3 separate regions of the Zea mays genome follow, and all the other regions are linked to region 1. Evidence: chromatin contacts called from public Hi-C data. All regions are on one chromosome and are shown on one strand. The core of a region is the stretch at or near the end of the contact, and the rest is flanking DNA. Distances in the headings are between cores, read along the strand shown. Region 1 holds the start of LOC100193551. Region 2 holds the start of LOC103650176 (Acyltransferase-like protein chloroplastic). Region 3 holds the start of LOC103650180 (probable chromatin-remodeling complex ATPase chain).

Evidence for each region. A called contact is a pair of places that touch in the nucleus more often than the background predicts.
Region 2: a contact with region 1 is called in a Hi-C map of bundle sheath, with 2.1 times the contacts expected there. The contact joins the promoter of LOC103650176 here to the promoter of LOC100193551 in region 1. A contact is called at or near these places in 4 of 25 Hi-C or Micro-C datasets (bundle sheath, ear, leaf and 1 more).
Region 3: a Hi-C map of endosperm shows a contact between it and region 1, with 3 times the contacts expected there. The contact joins the promoter of LOC103650180 here to the promoter of LOC100193551 in region 1. A contact is called at or near these places in 3 of 25 Hi-C or Micro-C datasets (ear, endosperm and leaf).

What each region holds. Positions count from the first base shown.
Region 1 is chr3:68,743,364-68,748,319 of Zm-B73-REFERENCE-NAM-5.0, reverse strand. LOC100193551 reads right to left here and starts at 2,306. Exons shown (of 7, transcript NM_001401846.1): 1 at 1,804-2,306; 2 at 1,416-1,700; 3 at 1,013-1,330. The coding sequence starts at 2,115.
Region 2 is chr3:68,380,142-68,385,097 of Zm-B73-REFERENCE-NAM-5.0, reverse strand. LOC103650176 (Acyltransferase-like protein chloroplastic) reads right to left here and starts at 2,672. Exons shown (of 13, transcript XM_008675815.4): 1 at 2,166-2,672; 2 at 1,952-2,003; 3 at 1,124-1,179; 4 at 771-929; 5 at 578-682. The coding sequence starts at 2,556.
Region 3 is chr3:69,002,918-69,007,873 of Zm-B73-REFERENCE-NAM-5.0, reverse strand. It overlaps LOC103650180 (probable chromatin-remodeling complex ATPase chain), which reads left to right and starts at 2,526. Exons shown (of 25, transcript XM_008675817.3): 1 at 2,526-3,073; 2 at 3,458-3,574; 3 at 3,664-3,767. The coding sequence starts at 2,735.

The sequences.
Region 1 (4,956 bases), core at 1,057-3,556:
AGCGGGGATAGATTTTCCTAGGATGGGCGCAACGGGAGAGAGTAGTGTAGGATCTCAAAACTAGAGTTTTGATACCAGAGACTCAATTGGATGATTGTATTAAGGCCCGATGAGGATTATTATAGAGTACATAAGACACAAGAGGGAAATCCTAGACTAGGAGATTACACTAATACCCTGAGTATCGTTATAAATAAACCAAATCGAAGAAGATTACTGTTTTATGTCTAGTGTTTTTGGATGCTGCTGACATACAATGTATTGATGGAAACTAGTTTCTAATAACTTTCCTAAAAGAACAAGAGTCCTAGACAACAATGGTTTGTCCAATACAACAGGTTTTTGTTAATAAATGTGAAAATAAATTGCAACTACAGGCCATATTGGAAATTTTGGTGACTACTGAAAGAGGTTGTCAAATGATAAAAAGCATAATAATTACCACAGGGGAGCTAAGCATTGAATCTGTAAAAGTTAATTAAGAATTAAACATGTATGTTGAATTCAACCTTATTGTTATGTATGCCAGTCCACCAGTAACAGATATGTGAGCACAATAATTAGAAACAACAAATCTGTTTGGATATTTCCAGTAATGGATACAATTGCATCAAAAGGTTATTACAGCAGAAAAGTCACAAGCATGTTTGTCAACAGAAGTTCCCACTAAAGGCAACACCCCATGGAAGTCCACAATAGAGAAACCACGCATACAATAAGTGCAATAGGTCATCCATGTCTTCCCATAATGACAATGACATGTTTACAAACAAATACTTGCCAACATAAAAAAACAAACCACCAAACAGCGTAGAGATAACGCTGTCCTCACAAGGATATCTGAGTGAAAAGTCAACATTTTCAGCCACTACCACATAATTCTTTATATTGGGAACAGTGGGAAGTGAGAAGGGAAGATTTAACCATAGTTCTGATATTAACAGCATAGCCCCAAGGATTACTGAAAAAATAATATGGTAGAGTACAGAGCAACCCCATGTTCAAGACTCACCTCAGTGCGCCCAGGCATTATGGGCTTTCCATACAGGAGCTCTGCAAGAATGCATCCAGCACTCCACAAATCAACACCTACACTATACTCAGTGGCACCAAGTAACAATTCTGGTGGACGGTACCATAGCGTGACCACTCGGCTCGTCATTGGTCGTTTATGTCGTGGATCAAAGAATGTTGCCAGCCCAAAATCCGCAATCTTAAGAATCCCATTATTATCCAACAACAAGTTTGACCCCTTGATATCCCGGTGCAATACATTATTGTCATGACAATGCTCAAGCCCTGACAACAGCTGCTGTATGTAACATTTTATCTGCAAGATAACATAGTGACATCAAACCCACATTATTCCACCATGTAATCGACCGTATCTGAAACAGCAACCCAGTTTCACACACCTGAGGCAACGTGAACTTGACATCACAACTTGCCGCAAGACCAGCAAGATCATGCTCCATGTACTCGAAGACAAGGTAAAGGCTGCATGACATCCTGGAGGTGACCAAGCCCTCTAATTTGATGATGTTGGGGTGGTCGAGTCTCCTTAGGATCAGTATTTCCCGGGCCATAAACTTGACGCTTTCTGGCTCGAGGTTATCGAAGCGGACCTTTTTAAGAGCGACGATCCGGCCAGAGACGGTGTCCCTCGCCCGGTACACGTTGCTGTACGTGCCCGATCCTATCTAAGAGTGAATCGCCGGACAAAGCCAACACAACAAGGGAATGGCGAATCAGTACGGTACTTCCGTACCACGACCAGATTTCAGGGGAGAGGTTTTCGCCTACCTTATTAAGCTTCTCGAACGTGTCGGCGCGGCGCGGCGCCCAGCCGCGGAGGGCCTCCCCGGCGACTGCGACGAGCCACGGTGGCCAACCGGCGGCGAGCTGCTCCGCCGCGGCAGCAGCGGGGACGCAACCCTGCCTGGGTCCCGACGCCCTGCGGCCCCCGAGCCGCCGCCGCGGCCTCCCGTCCCCGTCGGTGGCGGCGACTGCGGAGGGCGACCCCGCTTCGGGCTGCGGGGACGACCTCCCCTTGCCCCACTTCTTCTTCGGCGCTGCAGAGGACGACGCAGCCGCCCGGCCGAAGACGCAGCCCATAGTCGATGGCGCACCACTAACCTACCCTTCCCTCTCGAACCTTGGAGCATCTAACCCCCGCCCGGCCTGAGCCGCTAGGGTTTCTGCTGCCCTCCTCGCCAGGGCGAGGGGAGCGAGCGAGCACGAGGCGAGGAGACAAAGGAGTGAGGCGGGGAGGATCAATCAATCAACAATGAATGAGAAGCCACCGGAGGGGCCGCTTGTGTGTGTGGATGAGCATTTAATAGGTCACGTGGCGGTGGGGCTGACTAGCGGGCCCTGGGGTCAGATGGGATCAACAGCTGGCGATCTGTAAATCCAATCAAGCCAGATGCTGGCGATGGCCGATGGGTGTGCCTGCTGGGGCGGGCGATAAAGGCGGTTTGATCGTTTTGTTGTTGCGGACTTGCGGCTGCGGCGGCCGGCGGGGTTTAAGCTGATGTGATTATGAACTCTAAACTTTACATTATAAGATTTAAGAATTATATCAGATTAAATTAAATTGAATAAGGATCGAACTTTATTTTTATTTATTTTTAAATTAAATTTTATATTATAAAGTGTCTGTTACTACTTAGTTTACGAGTCTTTTACGGAGAGATGGCTCCACAATTTATTTTTATTTTTTTGTAATTGTTCCCTTTACATCTCGAAAGCTCTATATTAAACACTATTGTACATGCCCTCATACCTCAATCCAGAGGAATAATCTGTCGCTATTGGTGTTGTAATGCCACCTCAATCTTAGATTCCACATTCGAAGCATCTACACGTTCCCACGGAAATAAGTGATCACAGTTAGGGCTAGATGAAATACTCGTAAGCTCGACTCGGCTCTAATCAACTCTGTCGGGTACCGTAATTAGGGGTACCCTCAACACTCCTAAACACGGCTGGTAACCACCATCAGCACAAGCTGCAGAGACTGATGGGCACGATTCAGGTCAAGGCTTCGTCTACTCAAGGGACGCGATCTCGCCTCGTCCGAGCCCAGCCTCGGGCGGGAACAGTAGTCCCAGACGAATTCTCGCCTCGTCCGAGGGTCTCCTCAAGCAACGGGCGCACCCTCGACTCGCCCGAAGCCCAACTCGGGCAGGCTTCGTTGTGAAGCAATCTTGGCCAAATCGTCTCACCAACCGACCGTACCACAGGCGCATTCAATGCGAGGATTGCCTGACACCTTATCCTGACACACGTGCCTCAGTCGGCAAAGGTCAAAGTGATCGCGGTCACTTCGCCTTTTCACTGACCGACCTGACAGGAAAACAGCGCCGCTCGCCCCTCTCCGATTGCTGTGCCACCCGCCAGGGTGAAGCTGACAACAGTCAAGTTCAGGCTCAGGCGCAACAGGAATCTCCGCCTCGCCCGACCCCCGGGGCTCGGCCTCAACCACGGCCTCGAATGGTGGTCTCCGCCTCGCCCGACCCCAGGGCTCGGCCTCAACTTCGGCCTCGGAAGGAGGGCTCCGCCTCGCCCGACCCCAGGGCTCGGCCTCAACTTCGGCCTCGGAAGGTGGTCTCCGCCTCGTCCGACCCCAGGGCTCGGCCTCAACCTCGACCTCGTGAGGAATCGCGTCCACGCCCGACCCCGGCCTCGGCCTCAGGAGGAGTCTCCGCCTCGCCCGACCTTGGGCTCAGACCGACCGCGCCACGGAGGATGCATCATTACCCTACCCCTAGCTAGCTCAGGCTACGGGGGAACAAGACCGGCGTCCCATCCAGGCTCGCCCCGGTAACAAGTAATGATGGCTCCCCGCGTGCGTCCATGACGACGGTGGTTCTCAGCCCCCTACGAAAGCAAGGAGACGTCAGCAAGGTCCCAGCAGCCCCGACAGCTGTGCTTCTACAGGGCTCAAGCGCTCCTCCGACGGCCACGATACCGCGTATATAGGGCTCTAGCACCTCTCCGACAGCCACGTTGGCATGTACACAGGGCTCAGGCACCTCTCTGCCGGACACGTTAGCGCATAGCTACACCCTCATTGTACACCTGGACCCTCTCCTTGCATCTATAAAAGGGAGGTCCAGGGCCTTCATGCGGGAGGGTTGCGCGGGAGAAGGAGCTGACGAACCGGCTCACCCACTCTCACTCTCTCTCGCGAACGCTTGTAACCCCTACTACGAGCGCATCCCCCTGGCGCGGGATAACACGAGCCGCGTTTTCCCCTTGTGTTCCATCTCGCGCCAACCCATCTGGGTTGGGACACGCAGCGACAATTTTACTCGTCGGTCCAGGGACCCCCCGGGGTCGAAACGCCGACAGTTGGCGCGCCAGGTAGGGGCCTGCTGCATGTTGACGAACAACTTCCCGTTGAGTTCCAGATGGGTAGTCTCCAGCAACCTCTTCAACTCGAGACGCTGCTCCGTTTCGGGAGTCTCGAGTTCATGTCCCTCGACGGCAGCTACGACATGGTACTCCTCCCCCCGCAGAGCGACAGCGACAACGATGGCCGTCAGCTCGCCCGGCGGCGGCGGACTCGATGACGTCTTCCCCCCGTGGCGGAAGAGCAGCATCCGGGTTTGTCCCGCCACCTTCCTCGCCGCAAGAGGAGAAGACGGGGCAATCGTGGCCAGGCAGGAGGCGGCACCTCGTCGGCTGTCGAGCGAGTCGACGACGCTGGCACCCCAGCGGGGGACATGTCGGGCGTCGTCCTCGCGCCTGAGACAACGACGAGTGTCGTTTCCCCGCAACATGCCAATCCCAAGCGGACAGATGACGCCAGCACACTCGCGAAGGGCTTGCTGGGCGTTAGCCTTGTACCTGAGATAACGGTGCAGTCCGTTCCCGACGCGACCTCGTCACCGTCCATCGATCGAGAGGTACCGTCCGTTTTCCACCTTGTGTCTTTTAGATTCAGCTTCG
Region 2 (4,956 bases), core at 1,423-3,922, 360 kb after region 1:
CAAGTGATTTCCCTAGTACGTTCCATGCATATTGTGGTTCATCAAAAAGTTTGAGTATTTTTATAAATGACAACATTTTTCGTTGATTCCATACTGTCTATACTATACTATACTATCTGCATTTATGTGCCTTTAATTTTTGAATTGTTCTGAATTCTCTGCTCTTTGTTTAGTTGATGAAGAAACAGAACTGACCTAGCAGGGGTGGCATGAAAAGAAATGAAATACATAATAATGCGAAAAAGAGATAAGAGAATTTTGTTAGTGTATAAGTGGAGATTATTAGAGATTAAAACAGCAGCAAAAGTATTGTCAAGGAAAAGGAACTATCCTTTTTAGTGTATAACAAAGGGATAATAATACTAAAATGAGTTGAAAAAAGGTAACGATTTCTCTACCAAGAAAATGTGGAGCAACAATCGAATTTGACATCAAGTATATTTAAGAAGAAATTCCGCGTGAACATTTAAGACTATGTTTTCTTATAGGGGAAAGGGGTGAAAAGAAGACCAGGATAAAGATGACCTATATTCTTGAGTGTTTCATAGTTTCAAAGAAGAGCTAAGAGGAGTTGTACCCATGACAAAACTGAGAAGATACGGCACTGTAGCATGAAACTCGCTTGGCACTGATTCCAGTAGAGGCAATACTGGCTGCAATGGAGTCTTTGCAAATGATGTAGCTGGTAAAGCGAAACATGTCAGTTGGCAACAATAAGGTGAGTATAGGAATTATTCAGACCAAATCTGAAACCAGAAATGATCACCTGCCTGGGTTTACTAGTATGAGAACCAAATCAATCTGCGGATTACGAGCTGCCACTGCCAGTGCCAGGGATCCGCCAAATGAATCTCCGACAAGATATATCGGTCTGTCCGGGGATAAATCATGCTCGTGCTTGATCAAATTTTCAACGATTTGTACTAGTCCTGTATGGATTGGAATTCATATGTATTAGAAATGGGAGGCTTTTGTGCTACTCATCCTCCCTCAGTCTCTTGAACAAATACGCAACAGTTGTATTTTATATCCAGAATAACGGGCAATGCCAAACTAATCAAAATTTGGAAAGATATGTAGCATAGGTGCGGCCTGTATGAAGTAAAATGCAGTAACATCGTACCTTCAAATGGTGTACGATCATTGACTGGTATATGCAAGCACCGAACCTCGAACACTCTGCAAAAAGGCAAAAAAAAATGGATACCTAAGAAGCCGAGAATCATATCATTAATAATTTGAACAGTAGTTGATGAAACTATAATACTACATCCGTTCTCGAATATTTGTTGCCTGTTAGTTCATTTTCGAACCAAACGGCGATAATAAAAAAAAAGGAGCGAGTAAAAGGCTGCTTCATATTGATCACAATATATAATCTGTGGTGCTGATGATGTAGAGGCTCCTACTCCCAGTAGATGCTGTGACACGAGAGTGAAGACAAAACAAGAAGGGACGAAAAAGGGGAAGAGCACTTGTGTCACATGGGTGGGTTTAGCGTTATTAGAAAAGATGCCAAAAAGAATGCATCAACATCTTGTGGGTTAGTTAGTGGTCATCTTTTTTCTTTCCATAGCTCTGTTGACAAAGAAGCTGGACTAATCAGAAAGAAGGCAGTCTTTTATGCTTGACTAGGAATAAAGCTGGACACTCTACTACCACTACCAGTGAGTGAGTCAGTGACATGGCCCAACCAACCAACCAATACTAGCAGAAGCTTGTGTAGCTCATGTCGAAACATAAGCAAAGAAAAGCTACCGTTAATCGTTCAGTAATTTTTCAATGAAGTTTGCAGGAAGAAAGAGTGAAAAAAGTTTTCTTTAAAGAAAAGGTGGATTTATTGTGAATAAATTTCGCTCGGGACTGTCTAATCCTTTTATTAACAATAAACGGCAATAAAAATATTAATTAATACAGAAAAAGGAGAAGAGGAAGAAGAAAAAGGACTCACTTGCCCAAAGACTTGTGGTGCAGGATGAGTCCCGTGCCGACGCCATCCATTCCTGCATATAGTGTTGTCAATTCGCTGTGGATCACTAGGCATGTACAGAAACAGAAAGGAAACCAAACCAGAATGATTCCTCCGTTTGCCCAGCACCTCCAGCACCTCTTCAAAGACAAGCATTGGGATGATTGATTTTGGTGAGCTGAAGAAACGCACGCACCTGGCAAGAAGAGCAGCAGCGGCGCTTGGTCCACGGCCGGGTGGCCGCACTCGACGGGAGAGAACCAGCGCGGCGGCCCACCGTCGTCCCGGCACAGGACCTTGGCCGCCGCGAAGTAGTCCTTGACGGTCACGGAGCCGAAGCCGTCGTCGTAGAGGACCTCCAGCCCCCTCTCCTGCTCCTCCTTCACCGGCAGTCCCTCGTTGTCCTTATCCTCCTGCACCTTCTCCTTCCTCTCCACCGCGGCCTCTGCAGACCCGTTCACTGTCACCGTCACTGCCGCCGACGCCTCGAGGGAGCTCGCGCGGAGGGCGAACCGCGCCTGGAGTCGGGCGCTGCGGCGTCCCGCGCCGACAGCGACCGGGGGAGGACGGAGCGCCGCTACGGGCATGGCCGAGGTTGGGCGGGAAGAAGGAAGAAGGCGCTGCTGGGTGGGTTCGAGGAGAAACGAGGACGAAGCAGGGGAAGGGAGTAAAGCGTAGCTGCGTAGGGAGCAGGCAGTGGACGATTGATTAAAAAACACACAATTGTTTTATACTGGGTGCACGTGAATGATTGTGGTTTGCCGTGGGGCACGTAGGTTGGCAAGCGTTCCAGACAGAGCCATGTCTTATTTTTTTAATAATAGTAATATATATATTATTATTATATAATTTATGACATCAAAATGAGCCAGCGGGATCTATAGAGATGTGATTCCGATCCTAAAGTGCTAAAATTTAGTTGATAACATGCATACAGTATAAAACAAACATAGTTCATAACAATCATCACTTTATAGTTCACAACTTAGAGCTCACAATCACTTCATATTTTACAACTCACGACATTTTTCATAACATTAAACACACTAATATAACATCGTCCAGCTAAGCATCAACATAACTTAAAATATATTTTTTGGTTCAAAGTCTTCTAATGTCATGAATACCTGACGATGTTTCCAACCTTTTTTATAATTTAAGACTAATACTGTAAATCCTTAAAATATGGTTTAAAGTATTAGCTAGTTCTAGGAAAAAAAAACTAGATTGTATCTTAACTTCTTAAGTCTATGTTCTACTTGTGAAGCATGCTCTCTATTAAATAAAAGTGATTTAAAGATTTTTTTCAAAAGATTTATAATTCAAAATGTTTCTTAATCGGGGATTCCTCACCTTTTAGGATATTTAAACATTTTCCTAACAATAAAATAATTAATAAATATGTTTAAAATATGTGCATACATGCTGGTATTTTGTTTGAGCATTCAAGTTGGAATTTGAAATTCAAAATAGAATCGAATTAGTAATTTGAATTTAAAAAAGGAATCAGAAATAAGACAACAAAAGGAAAAAAAGAGAAGAGGTAAACACCGTCTGGGCCGAATTCTGCCCGTCGGCCCAGTGACCCCTCATCACGCAGCCCGCGCCCGGCCGCACTAAACCCCTGCGCCGACATGTGGCCCCACGGCGTGAGCCACATAGCTCACCACCAAGCGGGGCCCAGCCTATAGCTAGTGATGCATCCGCATTAGCTGATCACATGAGACTTACGGTGGGCTCGCTATGTCAGGTGTCGTCTTCCCGCAACAACCGTGTCGAGGTCGTTGGGATATCCCGAGGATCACGCGCGGCCAGCTGGATTCGCCTGGCTGGGGGATGCCATGTTCATGTGCCTATAAATAATGTGACCTCCCCTCCGGTTCTTCCTCACGCAAATGCACCAAGTCCATCTCCATCATCGGGGGAGAAGTAGTGATTTTGGGAGAACCGAGTTAGGTTGCCACCACTGCCTCTACGATTAGCCCCGGTCTTCACCGCCCTGGCTTCGACGGGTGGTCGTGAAGATCCACCTTCGGCCAGGGATTATTTTGGTGTGGGTTGCCACGCGCGCGACTGACCGGAGGCTACTCAATTACTTGTCTGGGTGATTTCGGGACCAGCAATCTGCCTCTCGTTGGGTCCAGCGTGATCCCCACCTCCGCCCTCGGTGACACCTTCTTCCTTAGCGTCGCCTCATCCCTCTCTTCGGGTAGTGTCAAACTTGTGCTGAGTAGTGCGTAGGTTAGTCACGGATTGCTCGCCAGATGTCGGGCTTGCAGCTGAGCCGCTTCACGTTGTGGCTTGGAACTCTCACGTCGCGATTTCGGTGAGAATTTTGTGGGGGATAGATATCCACTGGGTTCTCACAAACACTAAAACGTATCATGGGCCGCCTAATGGGCTTCCCAATGGTTTGTCCTGTAGGATGGGCCAGCAGGTTATAATCAGGTCGTGTGAACTTGATACAAGAAGACGAAGACCGGCGTCCGAGTTATATGCTACAGAAGCATTGATATCTCGGGTGATGCAGTTGCGCACACCTTAGGAGCTAAACATTCGACGATGACTCGACTGAGAAGGTGATCGAAATCCGAATATGTAGGGTCGCAAACTGCGATAAAGGAGGAGATTAGTAGAGTGGATAGTGATCACAACTTGTAAAGGGATAACTCTTTGGTCGTGTATATAAGGCCGAGGACGGACCCCATCTCACTCGATACTCACCCTCATCGACAACACCTAAGCACCCACAAAGCTCACTTGTAATCTTCATACTCCTGAGAAAACTCCGCCCTCAAAAGGGATGGTTGGAGCATGAAGCATCGCACCAAGCTCTTTTTTCCCGGACATCCACTTCATCTAGGGAAGAGTAGAGGACGCGCCGGTCTCCGACGATGAGCCCACTGTATTGGGGGAGGAGTCCCCTAGCGTCACGCACGTCGACATCGAAACATGCGATGTAACATACGACGTCACCATGAGGCCGG
Region 3 (4,956 bases), core at 1,277-3,776, 260 kb before region 1:
ACACTGTTTTCCCTTCTCTTATTATGATGTTGTACTTGTGGCCTTTAAGGGGGCTCGAGCGGTTTCTCGAGCGCCTCTCCGTAAGGACCTGTTCTATGGATGACCGCCCGGGAAAACAGTGCAACCATGAGGGTGGAATGGGATGCCCTTAACTGAATAATTAGAGGATCCGGGGTGTAGTTCGCTTCGCCGTCGTGCCGTCAATGGGGCTCGGTGTATGCGGCTCGCTCTGCCAAGGTTGATTTGTCCCTTGGGGAGGAGTGCGGTACATTTAGGAAACCTAACGGGTGGCTACAGCCCCGGGGAATCTTTGTAAAGGCTACGTAGTGATGCCCTGCTAGGCCACCTAGGTAGTGGTCAATGGGGAGTAGCTCTCTCCGGACAGAAAGGGAATCACGGCTTGTGGGTAAAGTGCACAATCTCTGCAGAGTGTTTGAAAACAGATATATCAGCCGTGCTCGCGGTTATGAGCGGCCAAGGGAGCTCCAGCGATTAGTGGTACTTGATCAGAGACATTTTGGTTTACAGGTGGCAATGAGATTGATGGTTCTGGTTATGACTATGGTACTAGTAAGTGGTATTCTTTCTGTTTGGAAAGAGTATATCGGGCTAATAACTTGGGTTAATGCTAAAACCTGACTTTCTATTAGTAAAATAATAATCTGACCAACTAAAAGCAACTGCTTGACTTATCCCCACATAAAGCTAGTCCACTACAGCCAAAACAGGATACTTGTTGAGTATGTTGATGTGTACTCACCCTTGCTCTACACACCAAACCCCCCATCCCCAGGTTGTCAGCATTGCAACCACTGCTCAGGAGAAGATGAAGCCGTGGAAGGAGACTTCAGGAGTTCCAAGACTACGACGAGTTCTAGGCGTGGGTTAGCGGCAACCCCCCAGTCGGCTGCCTGTGAAGGCCGCGGTTATCTACGTTTCGTTTTCGCACTTTGATCTATTGTAAAGACTACGTGGATGTCTTGGACATCATGATGTAATCGACTATTTCCCCTTTTAATACTATTTGAGCACTGTGTGATGATGTCCATGTTATGTAACTGCTGTGTACGTGAATTGCTGATCCTGGTACGTACATGGTTCGCATTCGGTTTGCCTTCTAAAACCGGGTGTGACACCCTGCAATATCATTGCCACCAAATCAGTCTTTAGAGGTTATGTAAACATTGTGTAGAGGGAGCAATTTGGACTTTTTTTTCTTCTTGTAATTAGTATTTTGTTCGCTAGGAGTTAGACCACATGTCCATATTTATCACTTTTATTAAAAACGCATGCCCACATCAGAAGCAACACTGTTTATACTCTCTCCAGTAATTAGTAGATAAATGTTGTTTGACCCTACTTATATAGTGAAGTTTAAAATAAAAAATGTGATAGTGGATAAAATAGGGAATGTGCGGAAGATAACCTTAGAGCATGGATCCCTATAAAATGACTCGTCAAAATCAATTTTAAGTGGCATCTAAAAAATAGTAGGGTGTATTTTAATCCTTTCTCCAACAAATTACTTAAAGCGACATATTGTTTCTGGTGAGCCTAAAAAACCCTTAATTTGTAACTATAATGAGAGAGTTTTAAGGATTATGAAAAAGTTAGGAGTGTTTGAGGAGCTGGTAGAGACATGTTTTTGTATTTTCCAAAAAAAAATTAATTTAGTAGAGAAGCTCTCACATATACTCTTACGCTACCTCGAGATACGGTTGGATCCACCGATATATTTAATCGAGGCCCGAACAATTGTTCGTTCGTACCCAAATCCGAGCGCGGCGGGAGGCCTAAAATCAACCCCGTCTCGTTGGCGGGAAGGAAGTCCCGCTCATTTCCCTGTGCTGACTAGGAGTTGTACGCGTGGTCTATGATTAGCCAACGCCAGGGACACTCTGAGCATGGACCCCAGGCCGGGTGCACCGCGGATCGGATGCACGGAAAAGGTTCGGCAACGTTTTTCATTCTGGTCCGCGGAAGACATGTATATTTTTTTGATCTCGCAGAAACGTTCAATGTTGTACTGAGGAATACCGGTATACCCCTTTATATAAATAAATTTGATGTCCTTACTGTTTCTTCCCAAGATTATCAGTGTATTTGTTCTTTTTCTTGACATGGGTATCCACTGTTCAAGCCACAAATCTTTTGACATTGTTGCCTCGCTGTTGAACTTCTTCGACAAATTCTTTAGTCACCTCTCGAGGATTTATATACCACCAATGATGTTGCTAATTTACTGTCAGTTAAATAGAGGTACATGAGTCACCTTTGGGCGTGTTGAAATGAGAACTAATATTAGCCTATTTATTCGAAAGCACTTAAAAACCATTTTGACTTTTCTATCGAAGTAGATGTATATTGGTATGTTCACATTTGGTAGAGGCATTACTTTGAGAAATTTGTTTTTGGTATTTCCAAATTGATAAGGTTGTTTGAATTTACATTAGTATGAATAACTGAAATTGTTGCTCTGAATTTGGATTCTAATAGAACTATATGTTCAAGGGGTAACCAGAAATACGTAAACATATTCGGCCAAAACTGCAAACCACACAATATTCTCATACAAGCGCCCTTGCCCCCTGTTCGCTTTCACTCTTGAAATCCCCTCCGCCTCTCGGTCAATCCACCGCGTCCAAGCTTCATTCCTCCGCACTCGAAATCCAAAGCGCCCCGCCCCGACCCGAACCCTAATCCTGCATTTCCTTTCCCGCCACCGCCCGCCCCAATGGCGAAGCCGGTGAAGTATGACGACGAGGAGGAGATCTCCTCCTCCTCCGCCGAGGAGGACGATGACCAGTCCGCCGCCGCCGCCTCCGGATCTGGTGAGGAAGGGGATGACGATGAGGAGGATGCTGCGGCGCTGCCCACGGAGGAGGAGGAAGCTGAGGGCGAGGGGCAGCAAGAGGAGGAGGTCGACGAGGAAGAGATCGAAGCCGTCACTACCGGCGCTGGAGCTGAGGACGGAGAGGACGCCAGTGCCGCTACCGCCGCTGAAGGCGAAGAGGAGTCCCAGTCCACCGAGGACGACGAATCCGTCGCAAGGGACAAGGACAACGGCGACGAGGTGAGTGGGAGGTTAGGGTTTGGGCGCTTTAATCGCGTTTTTAGAGATTCGGTTGACGAGGGCTTTGGAAATATACTAATATATGAAAAATTACTTGACCTGATAGTTTCAGAATAATCATTTCAAGTTATTCTTAGACATGGCATCTGTTAATTTGTTTGTTTTGTTATTGTTGCGAATGCTACTTTTATTTTTTTTCTCATTGCTGTGGCATAAGCTGTTGTTGCCTGCTTCTTCTACGTTACAAATATACTAGTAATATTGGTAAATAAATATATGTCTAGTTCCGAGTTTAATGTGTTGAGGGGACACTTTGTTGTATTATGCCCTGCAATCCACTAGTGATAATTTTACATTTCTTTGCCCCTCCCGCTTCTTTTGCAGACTGATGCAGTGGTTGGGAAGCGTGAGAAAACAAGGCTAAAAGAACTCCAGAAGATGAAGAAGCAGAAAATCCAGGAAATACTGGATACTCAAAACGCTGCCATTGATGCTGACATGGTATGTGCTGTTTTTAAATGGATTCTCATATACAATTACATGGTTTGCATTACAATTTGCTGTTATCTTGATCTTATATTTTTCAATAGAACAATAAAGGGAAGGGACGGTTGAAATACCTTCTTCAGCAGACAGAAATATTTGCTCACTTTGCAAAAGGAAGTCAGTCGAATGAGAAAAAGCCTCGTGGGAGGTAATATCTTGTTTGTGCCATGATTATATGAATTATCTTTGAAGTTTGGTGGAAATTACTGGCACTTCATTTGGCACGACACTTTTGAAGTTGAAAAGATTATGAAGGATGCTGCCAACTTTCAATCATGACCACATAATTTTTAAAAATGTTTGGCCCTAGGAAAGGGTTTTGACTATCTCGTAGTTGTTAAGGAGGCAAGGGGGTCGACCCCCCTTTTACCTTTTAAGCGGTAAGACGAGGTGACGCCATACTAATATATAAATATAGGAATATGTAGAAATATAATCTTAAATAGGTAGGGATAATAGTACCAAATGAGAACAAGTTCAACATAAACCAATATAATAGGCATAAAATCTAACATAACTAATACATAGTAGTAGAAGATTAAGAAAAAAAATGAATACATAACTAATAGATTTATTGGTTTAATAGAGAAGTCAAAAGAAAATAAAAAAAATAAAACAATTAAGGTTATATGGGCCACCGGTTTCCATGCCCAGCTAGCCTACTTGACCTAACTCAGCCTAGCTAGCCTACTTGACCTAAATCAGCCGCCACCCTCACCCAGTCACCCTCCCTCAGCTGCCACCCTCACCCTGTAGCTGCCTCAGAGGGAGGGAGGAGTGGAGGTCGCGCGCCAGGAGCCAACAGAGGACCTCGCCGGCGCAAGGGAGGGACACCGTCGCCAGGAGCCAACAACCAGGAACCAGCGCCGCCACCACTTCTAGAGCTCAATCGATCAGCGGCTCAGGTCAGATCCACCTTAGTCCATCCCTAAACACCCTAAGGCATCCGCTTCTCATCGCCTTATGCCTCTCCAAGGCGGCGGGGCAACACCATAGAGGCCGAAGTGGACGCCTTGCTCCTCCTGGTAAGGCGATGTGGACGCCTTGCGCTCGGTGCTCGCCTTGGCGCTTAGGCGTCGCCTTAAGGACACTTTAATAGCTATGCTATCACTTCAAACTGATTGAAGTACCGTCGCACATGCATCAACGCACACTATAACCAACCTTTTTCTGTTCAAGTTTGCAGGTGCATCCCCTGATCTTGTCATTATTTTCTTGAAATTGTTAGTATTGTATTATGGTGATGCATGTTGCACCTTTTACATAGGTTCCTATATTTTTGTTTTGTAGATATGGAGCTGAAGAAAGTTTAGGGTGAAGTTGTTAAGACATTTGTT